Regions from separate parts of the Pan troglodytes genome. Here region 2 is linked to region 1. The links are chromatin contacts, called in public Hi-C maps. All regions are on one chromosome and are shown on one strand. Each heading gives the region's core, a stretch centred on a gene start, on an enhancer-like site or on the middle of the called end of the contact. The rest is flanking DNA. Distances are from core to core; before and after follow the strand shown. Region 1 overlaps GRIN2A (glutamate ionotropic receptor NMDA type subunit 2A). Region 2 holds the start of GRIN2A (glutamate ionotropic receptor NMDA type subunit 2A).

The links. Hi-C and Micro-C count contacts between places; a contact is called where the count stands out from the background.
Region 2: a Hi-C map of stem cell-derived neural progenitor cells shows a contact between it and region 1, with 2.8 times the contacts expected there. The contact joins the promoter of GRIN2A here to the enhancer-like site in region 1. A contact is called at or near these places in 1 of 7 Hi-C or Micro-C datasets (stem cell-derived neural progenitor cells) and 1 of 1 datasets of contacts at active chromatin or transcription factors (stem cell-derived excitatory neurons).

Annotation. Positions count from the first base shown.
Region 1 is chr18:12,663,304-12,667,416 of NHGRI_mPanTro3-v2.0_pri, forward strand. All of the region lies in intron 1 of GRIN2A (glutamate ionotropic receptor NMDA type subunit 2A), which reads right to left. LOC107968785 (a long non-coding RNA gene) reads left to right here. Exons shown (of 3, transcript XR_008539734.1): 3 at 717-977. Among named protein-coding and RNA genes, the nearest start is that of GRIN2A, 140 kb to the right of the region's middle. Within about 2 kb of position 1,603, at least 1 of the 24 cell types and tissues checked has an H3K27ac peak or open chromatin away from gene starts, as enhancers often do. A contact at or near this core is called in stem cell-derived neural progenitor cells, where this site is marked.
Region 2 is chr18:12,805,625-12,809,236 of NHGRI_mPanTro3-v2.0_pri, forward strand. It overlaps GRIN2A (glutamate ionotropic receptor NMDA type subunit 2A), which reads right to left and starts at 2,092. Exons shown (of 12, transcript NM_001034189.1): 1 at 1,679-2,092. The coding sequence starts at 2,092.

The DNA of each region.
Region 1 (4,113 bases), core at 353-2,852:
TTTCTTCCAGCTTCTGGTAGCCTCAGGCATTCCTTGGCTCATAGATGGCATTCTATTTATGCCATAATAAAAATATTAGTACTTACTTTTTTTTTTTTTTTTTTTTGAGATGGATTCTCACTCTGTCACCCAGGCTGGAGTGCAGTGGCGCAATCTCGGCTCATTGCAAACGCCATTCTCCTGCCTCATCCTCTGGAGTAGCTGGGACTACAGGCACCCGCCACAACGCCCGGCTAATTTTTTTTTTTTTTGTATTTTTAGTAGAGATGGCATTTCACTGTGTTAGCCAGGATGGTCTCGATCTCCTGACCTTGTGATCCGCCCGCCTTGGCCTCCCAAAATGCTGGGACTACAGGCGTGAGCCACTGTGCCTGGCCAGTATTATTTTTTTTAAGATTGTATGCAGCTTCATACCATCTCTCCTCTCTGCATGTCTGTTTCTGTGTCCAATTTTCCCCTCTTTATAAGGACACCAGTCTTATCAGATTAGGGCTCACACTAATGACCTCCTTTTAACTTGATTACCTCTGTAAAGACCCTCTCTCCAAATAAGGTCACATCCTGAGGTACTGAGGGTTAGGACTTCAACATATATTTTGTTTTGGTGGGGGATACAACCCATGATGCCTTGTCAGATGACACCTCCAATCCCAGGAGGATCCATGCCATGGAGACAAACAACTCATTATTTGCCTTGATGACCTGTCATCTCATAGACACCTCCCTGGATGGATGGAGCACTGGAATTTGGGCTACCAGAGAGTTCCGCCTCGGTTAGCAGAAGTAATTTGCCTGTGTCCTTATGCAACATGCTGACCTGGTCAGTCATTTAAATGAAAGGGCACGGCAGCCATGCAAAACTCTATCTCCCTAATGCTTTTCTTCCCATTGCTTTCTTCTTCTTGAAATATAAAAACGACCCTGTTGTATAACTGCATTCCATTGCACTGCATTAACTAAACCAATTCTAAGTTCTTTTGTGGAAACATCGTGATCACTTCTCCGCTCGCATGCACTAACAGCCCGCATTTGAAGCCTCTCCCCGCCGTGTGCAGCCCTGCCACCCTCCACCGCACCCGACACGCATTATCCAGAGTGATCATTCTAAAAAGTATATTGGACTAAGTTACTTAAAACCTGCTTAAAACCCTTTAATGTTTCCCCTTCCCTAAGATAAAGTCTAAACCCCTTAGCATGATATTCAAGGGTCTTCATTCATCTCCATCTGACAGCTTCTCTACTCCTATTTCTTTTATTATTGGTTTTTATTTTTTAGAGACAGGGTCTTGCACTGTCACCCAGGCTGGTGTGCAGTGGAGTGATCAGAGTTCACTGCAGCCTCTACCTCCTGGACTGAGGTGATCCTCCCACCTCAGCCTCCTGAGTATCTGAGACAGGCACATGCCACCACACCCAGCTAATTTTTGTATTACAGTGACAGGGTCTTGCTATGTTGCCCAGGCTACTCTCCAACTCCTGGATTCAAGCAATCCTCTTGTCTCAGCCTCCCAAATTGTTGAGATTACAGGCATGAATCATTGTGCCTGGCTCTACTCCCATTTCTAAGCCCTCTCCCACACCCAGCAGTCCTTCCAGACAAACCCAGCTGTCTGCAGCTCCTCCCAGTCTACATCATAATCCCCTGGAATGCTTTTCTGCCTTAGTCTGTTCAGGCTGCTGTAACAAAACACATAAACTGCGCGTAAAAACAACAGACATTTATTTCTCTCAGTTCCAGAGGTTGGGAAGTCCAAGATCAAGGTGCCAGCATATTTGGTGTCTGGTGACGGTCAGCTTCCTGGATTACAGGCACTGCCTTCTCACTGTGTCCTCACAGTGGAAGGGTCTAGAGATTTTTGCCTTGCCTGGCTTGCCCTAATCCCATTCATGACTTAATCACCTCCCAAAGGCTCCACCCCACCTCAGCCTATCACTTTGGAGATCAAGATTTCAACATATGGATTCTAGGAGGACGCTAACATTCAAACCACAGCACTTTTCCTCCTCTTGTCTAGACCTGTGTTTCTCAACCCCAGCACTGCGAACATTTGGGGCTGGATAACTCTGCATTGGAGGGGGCTGTCCTGCACACACTGTAGGTTATTTACAAGCATCCCTGTCCTCTACCTACTAGATGCCAGTAGCAACTTCACCTCATCCCCAGTTTGGACAACAGAAAAACCTACATATTGCCGGCCGGGCGCGGTGGCTCACGCCTGTAATCCCAGCACTTTGGGAGGCCGAGGCGGGCGGATCACGAGGTCAGGAGATAGAGACCATCCTGGCTAACATGGTGAAACCCTGTCTCTACTATAAAAAACACAAAAAAAATTACCCGGGCATGGCAGCAGGCGCCTGTAGTCCCAGCTACTAGGGTGGCTGAGGCAGGACAATCGCGTGAACCCAGGAGGCGGAGCTTGCAGTGAGCCGAGATCGCGCCACTGCACTCCAGCCTGGGCGACAGAATGAGACTCCTTCTCAAAAAAAAAAACAAAACAAAAAAACAAAAACCCACCCTAGATATTGCCAAATGTCCCCTGGCCTAGATAATTCCAACTAGTCCTTCAAAAATCAGGGCAGTGTCACCTCCTCCAGGAAGCCCCCTGGCCCCCTCATCCCCCAAACAGCAGCAAATTCACTGCGTGTTTACTTTAGCTCTTTCCCACATCAGACTGAAACCAGGTCTGCTTCTATTTTGTGCCCCTGACGCTAGCACAGTGCCCGCCCGGCAGGGAGCAGACATCCCCTCCCACCCCCCAATGTCCCCACTGATGTCTGTTGATCAACTAGATGATAGAAAGTGAGTGGAAAAGAAAGGCAGAGGGGGGACCCACTCTTGTTCCTTGGTGCCAGGGTTTAAAGAGGTTTGGCTGCATCTAGCGTGTTTTCTCAGATGCTCTCTTGCTCACGACTCAAAGGCGAATACAAATGTGCATTCGTAGCGGGGGCAGGGATGAACTGCACTCCAAACCTGCACCAAAAACCTGCTCTCTATCCCCAGGGTCTCAGGTAAATGTGGCTTTGTTTAAAAGCGCATTCTCTGGATCTTCTGTTTTCATTTTTAAACTGTAAAAGATAGAGTTGTTTGTTTGAAAATCGAGACGCTAAACTCTAAGTCTTTTGCTGAAGCTCCTCTCCCTAGGGGCAGGATGGGAGCAAGGCTTACCAAGGCTGCCACCTACAGAACAGAGGGCAGCGAGGACTGCGCAGCAGCGGGAGGGACCGGTGGCGTTGGGCGTGGGGAGGGTCTGCGCGGGGAGGGTCCGCACCCGGGAGTGGGGGCGGCTGCTCGCTCTACTCCTGGGAGGGGCCTTTCTAAGGACCAGGTGCTGGGCAGAAGCCCCCTCCCTCACTCAGCAATGAGGAGCCTGAGCAAATGAGCAAGGTTGCGAGAGAGAGGGGAGTCCTGGTCCGCACCGCTCAGAGGAGGGGTGCGGCAGCCACACACTCACCAGGTACACACTCGCAATCCAGCACACTCACAGCGCACATGCAAACACAACCCACAAAAACACACAATACACCTCCACACTGCACAGATACACAACACACACATCCACACTATACATACACGCTCGCAACTTCGCACGCTCACAGTGCACACACACACCCACAAACACACCCAACACACACATCCACACCACGCAAATACACTGCACACACACGCAACACAACCATACCACACACACAAATACACAACGTACACATCTACACATACACACTCGCAACTTCACACTCACAGTGCACACGCGCACACCCACAAATGCACCCAACACACACATCTACACCAAGCACACAAATAAACTACACACAGAACATACATCCACACAATACACAACACATACAACTTCACACAGTGCACACACACCCACAAACATACCCAACACATACGTCCACACCACACACACAAATACACCACACACATCCACACCACACACACAAATACACTACACACACATCCACACCACACACAAATACACAACACACACATCCACACACCACGCACCCAAATACACTACACACATCCACACACCACACACACAAATACACACCATCCACACCACACACAAATACACAACACACACATCCACACCACACACACAAATACACAAC
Region 2 (3,612 bases), core at 842-3,341, 140 kb after region 1:
ATCATTAAAGTATGGGCTTGATTTAGTGGAATGGAAGATCACAGCTTGGGATCAGAAATTCAGCTACCTAGCTACATCAGCCACTATGTGGTCTTGGCAAATTCCCTTAACTCCCCTATGGCTCAGTCACTTCATCTGAAAGTTACAGCATGCTCCAAGAAACCCTAAGATGCTCTCCAGTTCTGAAATTGTCAGTGGTGGCAGAGCATGGCTAGTCCCTACTCTCTTCTTCCCAGACAGGAGCCCCCCAAAACTGAGAAGTGTCTGGGAAAATGCTCAGCTACACACAGGAATTCTGCTAGCCTGCAAATCATTTAAAATGAATGTTTAATAAGACACTGCATCAACTGTGTGCTTCAGCTGAATGTGCTGCAGCCCAGGAGACCTGAAAGAATTAATACGGTTACCAAAGGAGCTGGTAGGAATCGCTGAAACAGAAGCAAAAGCTGATGTGATGAATATAAAAGTGCTTTGAGAGCATCAAAAGGAAAGCGCTACAGTGAATGTCTGCTCACTCCACTAGAATATCTCCTGCCATCTAAGGGACACTCTCCAAGAAGGTCTCAGGGCTAGAGGCTACGGCACACAAGTACACTTACTCTTTCCTCGCCTTCTGAACTCCCAATCTTTTCTCAGGACTTAGAGGACAGTACACACACAACTCCAATCTTTCCCTTTTTTCTCATTCCTCACTTTACTTCTTCATTCCAGCCTTCTTCCTTCCCTCCACTTCTGTGCAATTCCCAAACCAGGCTGTCATAACATCGCCTTCAAATCTCTCTCCCTTCTTCTCCAAACCAAAGCTCCCAGGCTGTCCACAAAAAAGACCCTCCCTCTCATTCAGAGCCAACGGATTTTTGTACACTCTTTCTTGCATTTTGAGACTCTCCAACTTTAGTACCAAGACCCATCTTTGTTCAGGAGCCAACTCCTTCATCTGAGGGCCTTGGAGCCCCAGACAAAGAACACATAAGGAAAATGCCAGGCCCTCCATGCTCTGGGTTTGGAGTTAATTCTCTCCACTCCCACCCACTCCCCTTGAGGAACGGGTCTCTCCTCCGCTCCTCTGGCCCAGGGCTTCTCAAACTCCCCACCTCTGTTCCTCTAACTGCAGAGTCAGAGGAAGCATGACATTTTTTCTGCCCTTTTGTGCTTTACCTAAAAACTTTGCATTTTCTTCCAGAACCTACCCACATTTAATAATTTTTAGAAATAGTTTTAGTCACTTACCATAAGAGGAAAAAATGGACATTTCCCCACAAAACAATCAGGTAAAACTGGCATTGTGAAAATAGGAAGCATATGTCTCCAGTGCTCCTGGGCCCACCTCTGTGCCCCATGGTACTCGTAAATCTCCAAACATGCCACCACCGCCACCACCACCACCCCACAGCCTACTTCTCAGTTTTCTGAGCGCTTCCTGGCACACACACACCAAAGTGCTCCGGTGTACACCATTTTCAGAAACAAGGCAAAAGGCATTTCCATTCATTTCTGGGTTGGAGAGGCAAGACCTGGTTCTCACCAGGGCCAGTGGCCACGACCCTCCCACCCCCACCCCCACCCCCACCCCCACTTCACATCAAGACAGATTCTAGGGGCGTCCGAAGACCTGCAGCAGCTGCCATGCAGCTGGTGGCTTCCCAGGTCCTGGCAGGGCATCAGTTTCCGGCCTTACCTTGTCAGCCATGATCATAGATGCGCCCCCATGAATGCCCAAGATGGGGACGAAGGTGTGGGAGGAGATAAAATCCAGCATCTGGGCTACGGCCTCCTGGTCCGTGTCGTCCCCAAACACGAGGCCGTGGATGCGTGCCCCGGACATGAGGTCGCACACGTGCGTGATGAGGCTCTTGGGGTCGGTGCGGTTCATCAGCAGAGCTACCACGTTCACGTCCAGGGGCAGCCCCGCCGCCTGCTCGGGGCCCCACAGTGTTCGAAGTTCGCGCTCTGTCACGTCGTGGCTGTGACCCAGCATCACCGCAATATTTAGCGCGGGGGGACCCTTCTCCGCCGCCGCGCTCGGCGCCGGACCGCGCCAGACCAGAAGGGCCGGCAGCACCAGCAGGGTCCAATAGCCCACTCTGCCCATAGTCGCCACTGACGGTCCCTGCAAGGTGAAGAGTGAGAGGCAGGGCCGCGGTGAGCAAGGCGACCAGAAGAAAGGGATTACCAACTTGGCCTCCTGCTCTAGGAGCCAGGCATGGAACTTAGCAGCAGGATAGGCTGCTGGGATCACGGACTCCATTCCCAGTCCCCGACGCCATCCACATCCCTCGATCCATCTCTAACTCTATCCACAACTCCAATTCGAGCTAATTCTCCATACCCCAGCCCGTTCTCGCATCCAGCTTCCTCATCCCCTGTCTCCAGGCACTTCCCCATCCCCAACTCTGTCCATATCCCCCACCGCATTCCCCAAGTTCGCCGCGGGCCACAGACCCTAAGCGCCGCGCGTGTTCTGTACCCCACCAAGCTCCTAGGTGCACAGAATAAACCCTCCATCCAACCCCTCCCACCTGGGATAGAGAGGACCAAGTTATCAACCCCGCCCCCTGCTGGCGCGGAGCGAACTACAGACCCCGCAGGGCGTGCGGAGGCGGCACCCAGACCCCGCGTCCCAGCTTGAGAGCTCAGCTAGTTGGCTGACCCCGCCCCCTGCGAGCCCGTCGTGTGCACCACACACTTTGCTCTACGCCCAGCCCCAACTACAGACCCGGCTCCTCTCAGGCAGAGTACACCCCAAGTGCTTGGGAGTGAGGACGCTGCCTGGTGGGCCCAGGCTCCGCTGTGCCTGGGGAACTTGGGGCTCGCCCCACCTCGAGCCAAGGGGCCGTGCAGAGTCCTTCACTCAACAGCAAGTGGGCCCAGGACCCACCCCTACACGCGCGCGTGCACACACACGTGCACACACACACACGCACACACACATGTTCACACACACACCCTCTCTCACGCGCGCCGTGTGCAATGCTGAATTCTGGAGAGTAGGCGCGTCCCCCCGCGGGCCAGCGCGTAGGAGCTGGCAAAGAACGTGCGTAGGGGGAAAGGTAGGCTCCCAAGAAGCTCCCAGACGGACGTGGACTGTACAGCCCCTCCCTAGCCTTTCTACTGCGGGCGCTGTTGCCAAGTCCTAGGTGCACGTGGGCAGTGGGCCGCACACGCTCATAGGCACGCGCGCTTTTCTGCGCACTTCCTCAGACTGCTGTAGCGGTGCCCACGGCCAGCCGGAGTCCTCACATGTCCTCAGGTGGTGCACACGCATGAACGGCGGCAGGTGCACAGCCCTGCGTACCTGCAAATACCAGCACGGTCGTGCACGCGTGCCCTGACGCGCGCCTCTCGGGACGGACGCTGCTGGAGCCGGGGGAAGTTGAGGCGAACTCCAAGAGGCCTCGACGTTCCTGGGTAAGCGCCGCGGAGCGCGGAGCCGCAGCGCCCCCTGGTGCCCCTCCTGCACTTCGCCGCTGGGCTCCCTCCCGCTTTCCCTCTCCCTCTCTAGCCTGATCCCTCTCCCGCTCTCCCTCCGGTCGAGTCTCCCTCCTCCCCGGCCCAAGGAGCCCTGATCTCCCTCTGGGACGTACCTGTAGCCCAAGAAGGTCGAGGATGCAG